Linked DNA regions of Mus musculus: all the other regions are linked to region 1. A link is a contact called in public promoter capture Hi-C data. All regions are on one chromosome and are shown on one strand. Each heading gives the region's core, a stretch centred on a gene start, on an enhancer-like site or on the middle of the called end of the contact. The rest is flanking DNA. Distances are from core to core; before and after follow the strand shown.

Evidence for each region. Promoter capture Hi-C pulls out the DNA fragments that hold promoters and counts their contacts.
Region 2: a promoter capture Hi-C map of pre-B cells shows a contact between it and region 1, with 2.3 times the contacts expected there. The contact joins the promoter of Zbtb9 here to the promoter of Zfp523 in region 1. A contact is called at or near these places in 2 of 39 promoter capture datasets (liver and pre-B cells) and 1 of 115 datasets of contacts at active chromatin or transcription factors (astrocytes).
Region 3: a promoter capture Hi-C map of hippocampal neurons shows a contact between it and region 1, with 2.7 times the contacts expected there. The contact joins the promoter of Pdia2 here to the promoter of Zfp523 in region 1. A contact is called at or near these places in 2 of 39 promoter capture datasets (hippocampal neurons and liver).
Region 4: a contact with region 1 is called in a promoter capture Hi-C map of liver, with 3 times the contacts expected there. The contact joins the promoter of Ggnbp1 here to the promoter of Zfp523 in region 1. A contact is called at or near these places in 3 of 39 promoter capture datasets (embryonic stem cells, liver and pre-B cells) and 2 of 115 datasets of contacts at active chromatin or transcription factors (embryonic stem cells and pancreatic cancer cells).

What each region holds. Positions count from the first base shown.
Region 1 is chr17:28,175,250-28,178,456 of GRCm38.p6, forward strand. It overlaps Zfp523 (zinc finger protein 523), which reads left to right and starts at 1,947. Exons shown (of 14, transcript NM_001357995.1): 1 at 1,947-2,276.
Region 2 is chr17:26,971,543-26,974,604 of GRCm38.p6, forward strand. It overlaps Zbtb9 (zinc finger and BTB domain containing 9), which reads left to right and starts at 1,637. Exons shown (of 2, transcript NM_001005916.2): 1 at 1,637-1,772; 2 at 2,014-3,062. The coding sequence starts at 2,081. It overlaps Syngap1 (synaptic Ras GTPase activating protein 1 homolog (rat)), which reads left to right. Exons shown (of 19, transcript NM_001281491.2): 19 at 1-892.
Region 3 is chr17:26,197,828-26,200,764 of GRCm38.p6, forward strand. It overlaps Pdia2 (protein disulfide isomerase associated 2), which reads right to left and starts at 1,260. Exons shown (of 11, transcript NM_001081070.1): 1 at 999-1,260; 2 at 227-433; 3 at 5-138. The coding sequence starts at 1,206. Arhgdig (Rho GDP dissociation inhibitor (GDI) gamma) reads right to left here. Exons shown (of 6, transcript NM_008113.3): 2 at 2,364-2,543; 3 at 2,188-2,271; 4 at 1,925-2,001; 5 at 1,786-1,849; 6 at 1,356-1,702. The coding sequence ends at 1,503.
Region 4 is chr17:27,027,949-27,030,693 of GRCm38.p6, forward strand. Ggnbp1 (gametogenetin binding protein 1) reads left to right here and starts at 1,311. Exons shown (of 6, transcript NM_027544.2): 1 at 1,311-1,998; 2 at 2,728-2,745. The coding sequence starts at 1,511. It overlaps Bak1 (BCL2-antagonist/killer 1), which reads right to left and starts at 679. Exons shown (of 6, transcript NM_007523.3): 1 at 463-679.

The sequences.
Region 1 (3,207 bases), core at 697-3,196:
TGCCCGGGCCCTTGCATCTCATTCCTGGTACCAAGAGAATAAAATTCTACTCCACAACAGCTTCCTCACCAATCTTTCGGACCTGGAATGTTTTAGAACCGTTGCTTTGGCTGGGTATAGTGACTCACGCCTTTGATCCTAGCACTTGGGGAGGGAGAGGCAGGCAGATGTGTGAGTTTGAGGCCAGCCTGGTCTACCTAGACTAAGATGCAGGCCAGCCAAGGCCACGTGGTGGGATGACAACTTTTATCTCTTCCTTCAGACAAATGGTTTCTGTGTAATGGAGAGGAAACGAACCGAATACCATCTGCAAGGAAGAGCTATCTGCCCATATGGTAAAGGGTGGTGGCGCTGAGCAGACATCCAGGTCACTCGGAATTCTAGTATTTTCAACTCACCAGAAAACTAAAAGTGATCCTGAACTTTTTCATTGAGTATGTGTGTGCATTTGTGAGTGTATATAAGCAAGCACTGTCTGTGTGTGTGTGTGTGTAAGCATGCTACCATGTGTCTTTGGAGTTCAGAGGACAACTGGGGGAAACAGGTTCTCTTTTCCCACCATATGGGTTCCAAGGATCAAACTCTTGCCAGCCCTGATGGTGAACTCTTGACCCTCCTGGTTTCACCTCCCCAGTGCAGGGGATTACAGTTGTACACCACCGTGTCTGGCTTTCTTGCTGTATTTCTAACCAATAATCCGTGCTATAAAACCCTGGAAAGATCCCATGTGTGTCGTGCTAGGATGGCAGAGCTGGCTCTAACTGGGTATATACTAGGGCACCAGGTGGAAATTCCAGTACCACACTGGGACCTCGGGGTTAACATGCCCGTGCCAAGGCTCCTCCCCCTTCATCTTCTTATTTTTAATTGGAAGCTTATTTTCTCTCAATTTCTGAAAATATCCTGAACCACAATTCCTCCCTGCTTGGAAGAGAGATAATAAAAAGAACTTTTAAAGTTAGGTGTCAGGTGTAAAGATGAGGCAGGAGGATCACAAGTTCAAGGCCACCTTGGGATCCACAGTTTGAGTCCAAAAAAAGGACAAAACTATGGAAAAACAGAGAAGAAAGGGGGCACTTGGTTTTGTTCCTCACACTGCTACCCTATCAAGGGGACCTGTTGGTTTTGGGGAGCTGATGGAGGAATGAATGAACGCCCAAGAACCTGAGAAGACTCTCGGGGCGTTGTCCCTCAGGGGTCGACCATCAGAGTGTCATTTCTCAGGGAAGGCAGTAGAAGGAAGCAAGTGTTGTCAGGGAACCTTCCTTCAGAGAGAATCATCCCTCAGGAAGATGAGTCGAGCAGAGGGGAACGTCAGGGCCCTTCCTCAGGGGACAGGATGGGTGCACCATCCCTCATAAACACTCACGTTCCCCAGGGCATATGGGAAAAGCCAGTACTGCAGGGAGAATTGTCCCGCAGGAAGGACTGTCAGGGCTCCATCCTTCATAATGCTGTCCCCCCACCCCCACCCCTCGGGCATCTTCCCACAAAGTGCAGGAAGGATTGTCCCTCGGGGTGCAGTCCATGCAGAAGGACCATCTCTCACGGAGACTGTCCACAGGGAGGACCGTCCCTAAGTCCCTCAGGGTGCTGAGCCCCAGTTCACCTTCTGACAGAGCGGGAGAGAAGCGTCCCTTAGGGTGAAGTCCCAGGGGGAGGACCATCCAGCAGAGATGACTGTCGGGACGCCATCCCTTGGGGCGCCGTTGCACAGGGCGCTGGGAGGACTGTCCCTCGGAGTCCCATCCCCTCCAGGCGTCTGGTCACCGTCCTCTGCAGGAACCACCTAGAGATACCTGCAATGGCTTCCTCCCGAGCAGCCCACCGCCGCTCGATTTTTTCCCCCGTTGCTATGGCGACCGCGGCTTCCACCCGGCGTCGTGACGTCATCACGCCCTCCCCGGGCGCCCGGGCTGGCGAGGCCGCGTCACCCGGCGGCCAGCGGAGAGAAGAGCGAGGCGGAGCTCCGAGGCTCGCCTGAGGAGACTCGGCGGCCTGGGCTCCGGGGCCCGGGAACCGGGATAAGCAGGCCGGCCGCCGCGGCGGAGGGGGGCGGGCTGGAGCGTGGCCCCGCGCTGGTCATCCGGGTTCCGGGGCCCGGCGGAGGCCGCGCCGGGAGCGAGAGGGAAGTGCGGCCGCCCTGGAACCTGGATATCGCGCGAGGCAAGCCGCGCGCGGGCGGGCTATGGCGCAGGCGGGTTGCGGGGCCGGCGCTGGTGGCAGGGCCCGGTGCATGGTGGTCTGTCGGCGGAGTCGCCCTCGGGGGCTGTCAGGTTGGTGGCCGCGGGAAGAGTGGGTCCACCGTGCCCCGAGGCGGGAGGCTGGGCGAACGCGGGGCCCCGGGAAGGTCCGGAGCCCGTCGTGCCCACCCTCCTCGGTCCCTGGCCTGGCGGCTGGGCCTCCCTGGACGGCGGCCTGGCCCCACCCCCACCCAGGGTCCCTGCCCCTCCATCCCGCCCTGAGACTCCTCCCCCAGGACTCCCAAACCCCGCCCTCCTCCTCCTCCTTGACCCCATACACACACTCCTGACCCCCAGACCTCACAAGGCGACCCCCAATTCATTGAGTGCTAACCCCAGCCCTGCTTCTGGACCCTCCAGTCTCAGTGCTGATACAATCATTACATGGCTTCCAAGAGGCCCGTAGTCCCTAGTGACCCCCTAGACTACCCTCTGTGGGCACCCCTTAGTCCTCTCCTGGCTTCTGCAAACCAGACTCGGGCTGTTTCCCACCCACTCATCCACATAACTCGTGATCTTCGCCCCGTAACACCATGATCATCTCACCCTCCTGACATCCCTCTTTAACCCCCCCCCCCGCCCCCAGCCTCCAGTGTCAATCAGCACATACATAACTTATGCCCACTGCCATGCCACCGTTGTGGTGATCAAGAGTAAATGGAAATGAAGTATCATTTGAGGCAGGAAAGGATTCTAGATTGAGTGTGTGGTTCAAGTTCAAATTCTATCATGTTGAGCTTTGGAAACCTTGGTGGAGGTCCTTTCCTTACGGTGGACTTGAGTTTCTGATCAGAACTGTGATGAGATTGAGTTTGGTGATTCCCCAATGTTTCTTTCTATTAAAATTCTGCAATTCTTAGTCAAGACAAAAATAGCGAACTTTTTTCTACGCTGCCTCAGAAATGTAGTCCTTGTAACCTCACCCTCCCACCCCCACTCCCAACCTGGGTCTACTGGCTTTACC
Region 2 (3,062 bases), core at 387-2,886, 1.2 Mb before region 1:
ACTCTAGGAAAAGCCATGTCTCTCTCCCCCAGGATGGGGGGACCTGTGTTGGAGGATGGGTGTTTGGGGGCCCCCTTACATGACTCTGTCCCCTGGGGGAGGTAGGACAGGGCTGGGCTTCCCTCTCACCCTCACCCTCACCCAGTCTCCCTCCCTCCCGCCAGCTCCATGCTTTTTCGGTGTTTTTCTGTACATAGCTCTCTGGCGGTATAGGGGAGGTAGGATGGATGGGGTTTGGGGTGGGTAGGCCATGGAAGGGGAGAAACCCCTCCCGGGTACCCCCTCTTCTCTGACTGCTGCCCCCTACCCAGCCTTGTCTCTTCACTCCTTGCGTTTGGTATTGAGAATTCTTCCCAGACTCCAGACTCGATCTTTCTTTTGTATGGACAGCTCTCCTTCGGTCTAACCCTCTACATACACCCACCCAGCCGGGGCCAAATTTATACTTATATAAAAGTTGTAAATATGTGAAATTTTATCCCATGCCCTTTCCTCTGCTTTCCCCATCAGGCCTTACCCTTGAACCTCCTCCCTCCTCTTTGGCTGTTGTAATTATCTGGGGTTTGTACTGTACATAATTGGGGAGGGGGGCTGGGAGGCGACCCCTCTGTACAGAGCTTCCTGGCTCCCTAGCCCCACCCCTCACTTCCCTCCCCACCCACCACCTTAAGAGTAGGGAGAAGATCTTCTTACTCTTTTTTTTTTTTTTTTTTTTTGCTGTTTGTTTACTCGTTCTCCTTCCTGCCCCTGCTCCCAGACTCTTGGTCCCCCACCACTGCCCCCCCTTTTCTCCCACTCCCAGGCCCATTTCCTTTTTTTTTTTTTCTTTTCTTTTCTGGAGTGTGTGGTGAAACAGAAAAATCATGTTTAATAAACGGAGATTGTTCTTTTATCACTGGGCTGACTTTTATTTATTTTTGGATTTTCAAGACAGAGAGTCTCCTTGTGTGGCTCTGGCTGGCCTGGAACTCTGTAGACCAGGGTGGCCTTGATTGAACTCAAGAGATCTGCCTGCCCCTGCCTCCAAAGTGCTGGGACTAAGTGCTGCCTCCCCCGGCGTTGGGCCGACTTTTTAGCCCGGGGTCTCCAGAACGACCTGAAGGGTGACAGGGACTACTTTTGGAAAGAACAGTCCTCTTACATTACACACTATACCACCCAGTCAGGAGAACAATATATACCGCAGGGTCTTCCTGGTGAAACTCACACTCCCGCTCTCTCTCCGCCGCAGCACTGGACTCGCTTTAGCGCCCCAAAGACTCCAAGTGCAGGGTCTGTGCAAGACCCTCTTGACTTAGGGCTTAATTGTGAGGACGCTCCTCTGCGAAATGGAGGAAAGGACCCAGGTCCTCAGCAAGCGTGCGCTCCAGACTTCAGACCCGGTTGTCCCGCGTGCACGCGGAGGGCAGCAGCACCTACCTCGCGCGGCGGGACGAGGGAAGCAAGCCTTACTGCGGAGCCCGTGGCTCCCCTCACTGCTACTCCAGAACTGAGGGAACCGCCTTCCACTTCCGCCGCCCTCCCCAAGCCCCGGCCCTCCGTCCGCACAGCCAATGAGGAGACGGCTTGTAGGCTGCCGCTCTCCCATTGGCTGCAGAACTGGTCCCGCCCTCCGTGCCTGGCCGCATTGGCGTCCGGCGGAACTGCGGTAGCTTCCGGCCGGCCAGGCGCACTGGCGGTTGAGGTGCTCCGACGCGGTCGCGCGTGCGGTGGGGGCGTGTCGGTGGGACGTCGCGGGGCCGGAGCTCACTGAGCCGGCCGGAGCGAGCACGGTGAGGAGGGGCGAGCGGTGGCGGAGGGCGACCGGAGCCGGCGAGGTGGGGCGCCATCCCTTCCCTCCTTAGCTTCCGCTGGGCCTGGAGGTGTAAACCCTGGTGTTTTGTTGGGTTTCCTGGTGGGCGGAACTAATATACAGAAGCTTGTCACCGAAGAGTTTTCAAGGGTCGGTGGCGAGCGGCTTGAGACAGGTCTCATACCCCGAACTTGTGTGACCCCAGTCTCTTTCCTCCGCAGCCTTCACCCCGTATAGAACCCTGCACTGCCCGACTCCCCGGGATTTATTTCTCTTCCCGAGGTAGCCATGGATGCTTCGACTCCTTTGCCTCCCGCATCCTCATCTCCGAGATGCAACCCAGCCCCACAGACAATCCACATTGAGTTCCCTCATCATAGCTCTTCGCTGCTGGAATCCCTGAACCGCCACAGGCTGGAGGGAAAGTTCTGTGATGTGTCCCTCCTGGTTCAGGGCAGGGAACTTAGGGCTCACAAAGCAGTGTTGGCTGCTGCCTCTCCTTACTTCCATGACAAGCTGCTTTTGGGGGATGCGCCCCGACTGACTTTACCGAATGTCATCGAGGCCGATGCGTTCGAGGGACTGCTTCAGCTCATTTATTCAGGAAGCCTCCACCTGCCGCTGGATGCCCTCCCTGCCCATCTCCTTGTAGCCAGCGGCCTTCAGATGTGGCAAGTGGTAGATCGGTGCTCAGAGATTCTTCGAGAACTAGAAACGTCTGGTGGGATTTCAGCCGGTGGAAGAGCCTCCAGCCTCACACTTATTTCCACAACATCTTCAGGAGGCTGGTGCATTCGCTCTTCCCCTTTCCAGAACCCAGTACGCTCCTCTGCTTCTACAGAGAATTCTGTTCTCCCTGAGAGCCCCGCTGGAGGGGAGGGGAGTGAACTAGAAGGAATGTTACAGATTCAGGTGAAAGTAGAGGAGGAAGAGGAGCAGGGGTCAGCAGCTCCACTCTTTCAGACTCCTCAGCCGGAGAGAGTGTCGGGAGGGGTTTCCCAAGCTTGTGGATCCCACCCATTGCCTACACCTGCTCTTCCCAGCAAGCCTTCAGAGGATGAGAGCTCAACAGTAGATCCTCCTGCCCCTCCTGTACAAGCTTCCCAAATCTTATATGTGAATCAGGAAAACGTTGAGTGTAAGGAGGAGATAGCAAGAGGCACAAAGGAAAAGACCAAAGTACTATCTGGAGAGGACTCTGAGGAGAAGGAGGAGCTGAGATACTTGCTGTCCTCAGGAGGAGGGGAATCGTCTGGGGCAGGAGATCCAT
Region 3 (2,937 bases), core at 10-2,509, 2.0 Mb before region 1:
ATACCTGAAAGAAGCCAATGACCACCATATCCCATTTGGCCATCAGTGCCTGGACACCTTCCTCATCCTCCAGATGTGTGGCACTGGGCCCCACTCGCCGCCTCAGCCACTCAGCAATGCCCTCAGCAGTCTTGGGCCCTGCAGAGGAATCTCCTTTTGAGACTGGACTTCTGCCCCATCCCTAGGCCACACCTACTCCACACCTGTGTACTTGCCCACCTCGTACCTGCGTACTCTTCTGGGTTTGTGCGGTTTCCATTCTGGAAGAACTTGAGTGTAGGGTACCCTACCACTTCAAACTCCTTGGTCAGCTCCGGTTCCGCAGGGCCATCCACCTTGGCCAAGGTGACCACAGCTGACTCAGCCGCCAGCAGGGCAGCCGCCTTGCTGTACTCGGGAGCTAGTTCTTTGCAGTGACCACACCATGGGGCATCTGAGGGATGAGGCTGTGAGCACACCAGTCCTCTGCAGGTTGCCAGCTGCAACCCAGGTCCAACAGGGAACATGCTCTGTTCACCCCTCCCTCAGGCCCACCCCAGATACTGATCACAGTTACACATGGGTGCCAGATCCCAGACAAAGACAAGAATCCTGTTTCCTCTCTCCCAGGGTCACATGTAGCTAATTTCTGAAGCCTACCAGTGAAGAATGCTTTGACATTTTTTAAAGATTTTAAGAAACTACAGAAAGACCAGTGACCAGCTGTTTGGAATAGAGGCCCCAAAGATAGTAACATCAGTATGTGGCCATGGCTGACAGAGCATGGGGGATTTGAGTGTTCATGTGTCCTCAGGGTACCCACTACACCGACACCCCTCCTTCCCAATCAGACTGGACCACCACCAAGCCCATCTCAACATCACAACCTTCGGTCCAGGCATCCTCTCTGGGACCCTCTCAGAAGCAGGGTGCCCACAAGAAAGGCCAAGTCTAGGAAGTAGAGGCCTGAACCCCTAGGCTACCACCACGGTTTTCAGCCCACTGGCCCAAGCACTTACAAAACTCCACCATCAGGGCTGAATGCTCCTGCAGTGCCAGGCTCAGGGTTCGGTGGTTCAAGACCAAGATACCATCCTCCTTGGGGACTTCTTCCCCAGTGGGCTCCTCAGGGAGCACCTCTGAAGGACCCCCAGGCTCTTCTCCCTGTCCCCATGAGCCTGAGACACCCAGCAGGAGCAGCAACACTGGCAGAAGCTGCTTGTCCATGGCGCGCTGGGCCCTGAAGGCTGGAGCAGATAAAGAGATTGGGGACCAAGCAGCAACAGCCACGTGGCACCTGGCTGGGTCTCAGGGAAGATAAAGTCTGAAAGGCCCCTCAGGGGCGGAGATAGGCAGAAAGAAGCAGCACACAGGCAGCAAGACAAGGTAACATTTAATAGGCACCAGGCAGGGGGGACACAGCAGAGAGTGGGGGACATCTGGTCACCAACTGGGAGGTCTAGGGAATGCTTGCAGGTCTCTGCAACTGACAAGAAATTGGGAATACAGACCCCAAGTGGGGTTCAGTCCTTCCAGTCCTGGCAGACATGGAGGTGCCACTCCCAGGACAGGTGGTTCAGCCTGTCGTCATCAGTGAAGAGGGACCTGACCACGTAGAGGCCACGTGCCAATGCTCCTCTTGGTGCTTCCTCCACTGAAGTCACAAATTCATACTCCTGGGCTCTGGGGCCGTAGCTTCCCACCATGAAGATGGCCTTGTCCACTGTGGGGAGGAAGGTCATCACGAGCCAGCCACCCACCTCCGCCCACCTCCCCAGACTCGGGGTGACCTCCACACTGCCTCACCACGCAGTCCCCGACGATAGGTGTGATGCAGACATTTGAGGCCACTGACAATCTCCTTGTTGACCTGAGGAAAGGAGAAGGTTAAAGGCCTTCTCTGGAAGGCTGGGACATGGCTGGCCTCTACTGCAGTTACCCTCACCTTGAAGGTGATCTTCACCTTGTATTCAATGCCCTCCTTCAGGACAAACACCTGGTTTTTCAGTGCATCTAGGTCTCCTGTTAGGGAATTGACAGGAACACTTAAATCCCCAGGATGTACAGGACCCTGCCCCAGCAACATCTATGTGGGGACTGGTGGTGCCCATGAAGTCTGTGGCAATGCACCCAAAGAGCTAGGATTCGGCACAGGGTCCGAGGATTGTCTTCATCCAAAGATGGGTTGTGGTCTGCAGAGGGGGTTACCTGTAAGGTCCATGATGATAGGCCCTGGAGCCTGCTCCGTCAGCAGTGTCAGCCTAGTCACCTGCACGTTGGGCAGGCTGGGGTCTGAGGAGAAACAGCATCCACGGGGTGCTCTGTTGTCCCTACCGTCCCCTCCCCCTGTTTGCAGCCCTCCACATCCAGGTCCCAGGCCATACCCATAATGGGTGGCAGGGGTCCCAGCAGCGCCTGCTTGTACTTGACCAAGCTCACGTCCCCGGGGTCCAGTTGCCAGATTGCCAGCATGCTCTTCTTCCCAGGGGCCTGGTACTCTGGTACAATTTCGTCCAGCACCTCATCTGATGGAGTTGACTCCCCATCCTTGTCAGCCAAGAGGACTGCGAGTAGGGAAGGTAATATAAGCACCTGCCACCTGCTGACCCCAACCAACATTCAAGTGCTGCGCTGGGACCCACACTCTCAGCGGTTGTTCCTCCCACTACCCAGTGGAGCTTAAGAAGCCATAGGAGCTGTCATGAACACACAGTAACCCCCAAGTCCCTAGAAATCCCTAGGCTTGGTCTCTTCAGAAGGAGCTCTTGTGACTGGAAGGGGTTCGTGCCTAAGAGACCCTGGAGAGACCAATTTGTTTCTGGTTAGCTTACAGGCTACTACTGAAAGTAGTGGCCCTGGGGTACTCCAGGGGCTCCCCAGCTCTGTACTCTTCCCATAATGTCCTAGATCCCTCCGATGGTGCCCCAAACTAGGGGGTCTCCATAGTTCCTTTGGGTG
Region 4 (2,745 bases), core at 61-2,560, 1.1 Mb before region 1:
AGTCTCAGAAAAGCCCTCCACAGCCAGTGCTGCCCTGGCCCACCTGGCCCCCATCCAAGTCGCCTTGACTTCCCATTATGTCCACTGGCTGGGCCCAGGATGCATGTTCCTCACAACCGACCACTAGGCTGTACCTAGAATCATTCTGGGGGAGGACTGTCCGTGTCCTGGTACAGCAGGGAGTATCAACCGTATAATTTCTGTCTCTGTTCATGACCTTGACCCTCCCCTCCTTCCACATAAAAGTCCAGGGCCACCAGAACCGGGCAGGAAGGGGCGCTTCTGATGTATAGCCAGAGGCCCTGTGTGAACCATGCCTGCAGCTTCCCTTTCAGAACCTCCCAGGGAAGCCACATCAAGGCCTCCCTCCTCACCGGGTTGCCGATGGAGGTTTCTGCCCCACCCTGGGCCAGAATTGCCCAGGATTAGGACGGTGGGATTTGGCACTGGCTGCCCGTGTACCTGAATGACTCTGCTCCAGATGTGGGATGGCTCAGCCGTGCAAAGACGAAGACCCCGAAGGGCTTGCTGGCTGCTTCCAGGGGCCAAGGTTTCAGGCCTGACTGGCAGGAACTGGTATCAGTGGATTCATGGTGCTGGATGCCGCCTCGGGTTGCCTCTTGGCCCAGGAAACCTCGCGACTTTGTGACCATAGAGGAGGTCCCAGCTCCCGGCAATGACCAGCTCCCTCTAGAGGAAGTTCTCGGTGGCCGCCGGATGCAGGCGCTCAGGGAGGCTGCTGCTTAGGGGAAGGTCCTCGGCCGGGCTTGGAAGCAGCTACAGCCTCCCCTGCCTGCCCTGTCCCAGCCAAGGGGAAAAGCGTTCTGTTTTCTGCCTTTCCTGTCTCTGATTCCCGGGCCTCCTCTTCCATCTTCTCCCTCTAGTGAAAAGCAAACCACAGACAACAACAAAAACCAGGATGAGCTGACCTGCAGTCCCAGCGTTCAAGAGGCTGAAGCAGGAGGATCATGAAATAGAGGCCAGCCTGTGCTACTAACACCCTAAAAGAGAGGAGGAGGAGGGGGAAGGGGAGGAAGAAGAGGAGGAGGAGGGGCAGCTCAGAATTTGTGCTGTCCTAGATCCCTGCAGCCTGGCAGCTGCAGGGACTGATCTCAAACCCAGAGTAAACAGGAGTTTATGGATAGACAGGAGCATATGATGTCCTGTTCTCAGCGTGTGCACCCTCCTCCCCCCCCCCCCCGGCCGCCCTATCTGCCTTCAGCCAGGCTTCCACAGCCTGTGGGTGCTGTTGTGTTATGTCTCACCATCCCTCAATCTCCAGCCTTCCTCTGAGACCTGCTGAGCTGGACCCTGGCTAGCTCCCTCTACCCCTCTACCCGCTTTCCTTCCAGTAGACCCCCCCCCACCAGCCTCCAGTTATAGCCTCCCCCCACCCCCACCTCCTCTTTGCCTTCTAGAACTTCTGGAAGTTTCCAACTGGAGGTTTCTGCTAGCAGTTGGTCCTGGGCTGGCTGCCATGGCTTCTCCCTGAGTCGGGGTCCCACTCAGGATGGCAGCCCCGGCGCGGACCCCTCGGTCACGGATCTTAGGCTGCTCCTCCATGCTGCGCTTTCTCCGAAACCTGGTGGGGAGTAAGGGCGGTTCTAAGAGCACTAACAAGCCCCTGACCAGGAGCCAGCCCAGCTCCTCATGGGAGCAAGATGTTGTCTCCCCAATGATGGGCCACCAGGGAGGTCGTGGGAGGAAGGAGCCCCGGGCCAAGGTCCACTCTGCAGCTTCCTCTAATGGGAAGAGGGAGCCCCCGCCCAGGGTTCTCTCTGCAGCTCCCTCCAACCCGAGGCATGATGCCTTTGAGCTGGGCACTGGGGACTCAGGGTCCCAGACCCTCACCTCCAAGGATGTCCCGAAGCTAAGGGCCCAGGGTGTTGAGGTAACATCAGTTCCTCTCAGAGGAACCTGGGAGGTTCTGGAGCAGCTACCTGAGAAGAAAGGAGAGGAGGAGGAGCCAGTAGGGGAGGTCTCCGGGGCCTCAGACAGGTGAGGGGCTGGTGCTGCTGGTGCTAGGGCTGGTGGGGTAGCCTGATCTAGCTAGAACAGAAGGAGGATGCAGGCATGAGGGCCATGACTAGAAGCCCACAGCTGTAATGGGCTGGGGTAAGGGGTCCTGAATAGTGAAAGCCATGAGGGACAGTTAAGGGTCCCAAGGGAGGGAGGGTCAGCAAACAGGGCTGTGTGAGGAGTGGCTGGGAACTGAGGTGTGGCTTCAGAGTGGAGTACCGCCTGCCTAGCACGGTCCAGGCCTGGGTTTAGTCCCCAGCACAACAAAACACATTGGTGGCACACATCTTTCATCCCAGCACTCAGGAGGCAGAGGCAGGCAGATCTCTGCATTTGAGGCCAGCCTGGTCTACAGCTAGGGCCACACCGAGGGGTATCTTGTCTTGAAAAAACAAAGAACAACCAAAGAAAATATCCTAGAGGCTAGGAAGGGTGCACTAGAGTCTGGACAGAAGTACGCTGAAGTAGGCTCTGCTCCAGCCTGTACCCCTACTTTCCTGCCTGGCTTTCTCTCCCACTGGTCTTAGCAGCAGTTCCCTGTCTGGAAGGTGCCTAGCTCCCCACATCCTATGTCCCCCAGAGGTGGTAGGGAAACCCCTCTGTTAGCTATCCCAGGGAACAGAGCAGGTCCGTGGAGAGACTCAAGGTAGAGTCAGGCCACATTTGTGGGTGTCCCCTGACCCCACCTGACTGTGGCTTTGGGTTTAGGGAGCATTTTGGCCAGGC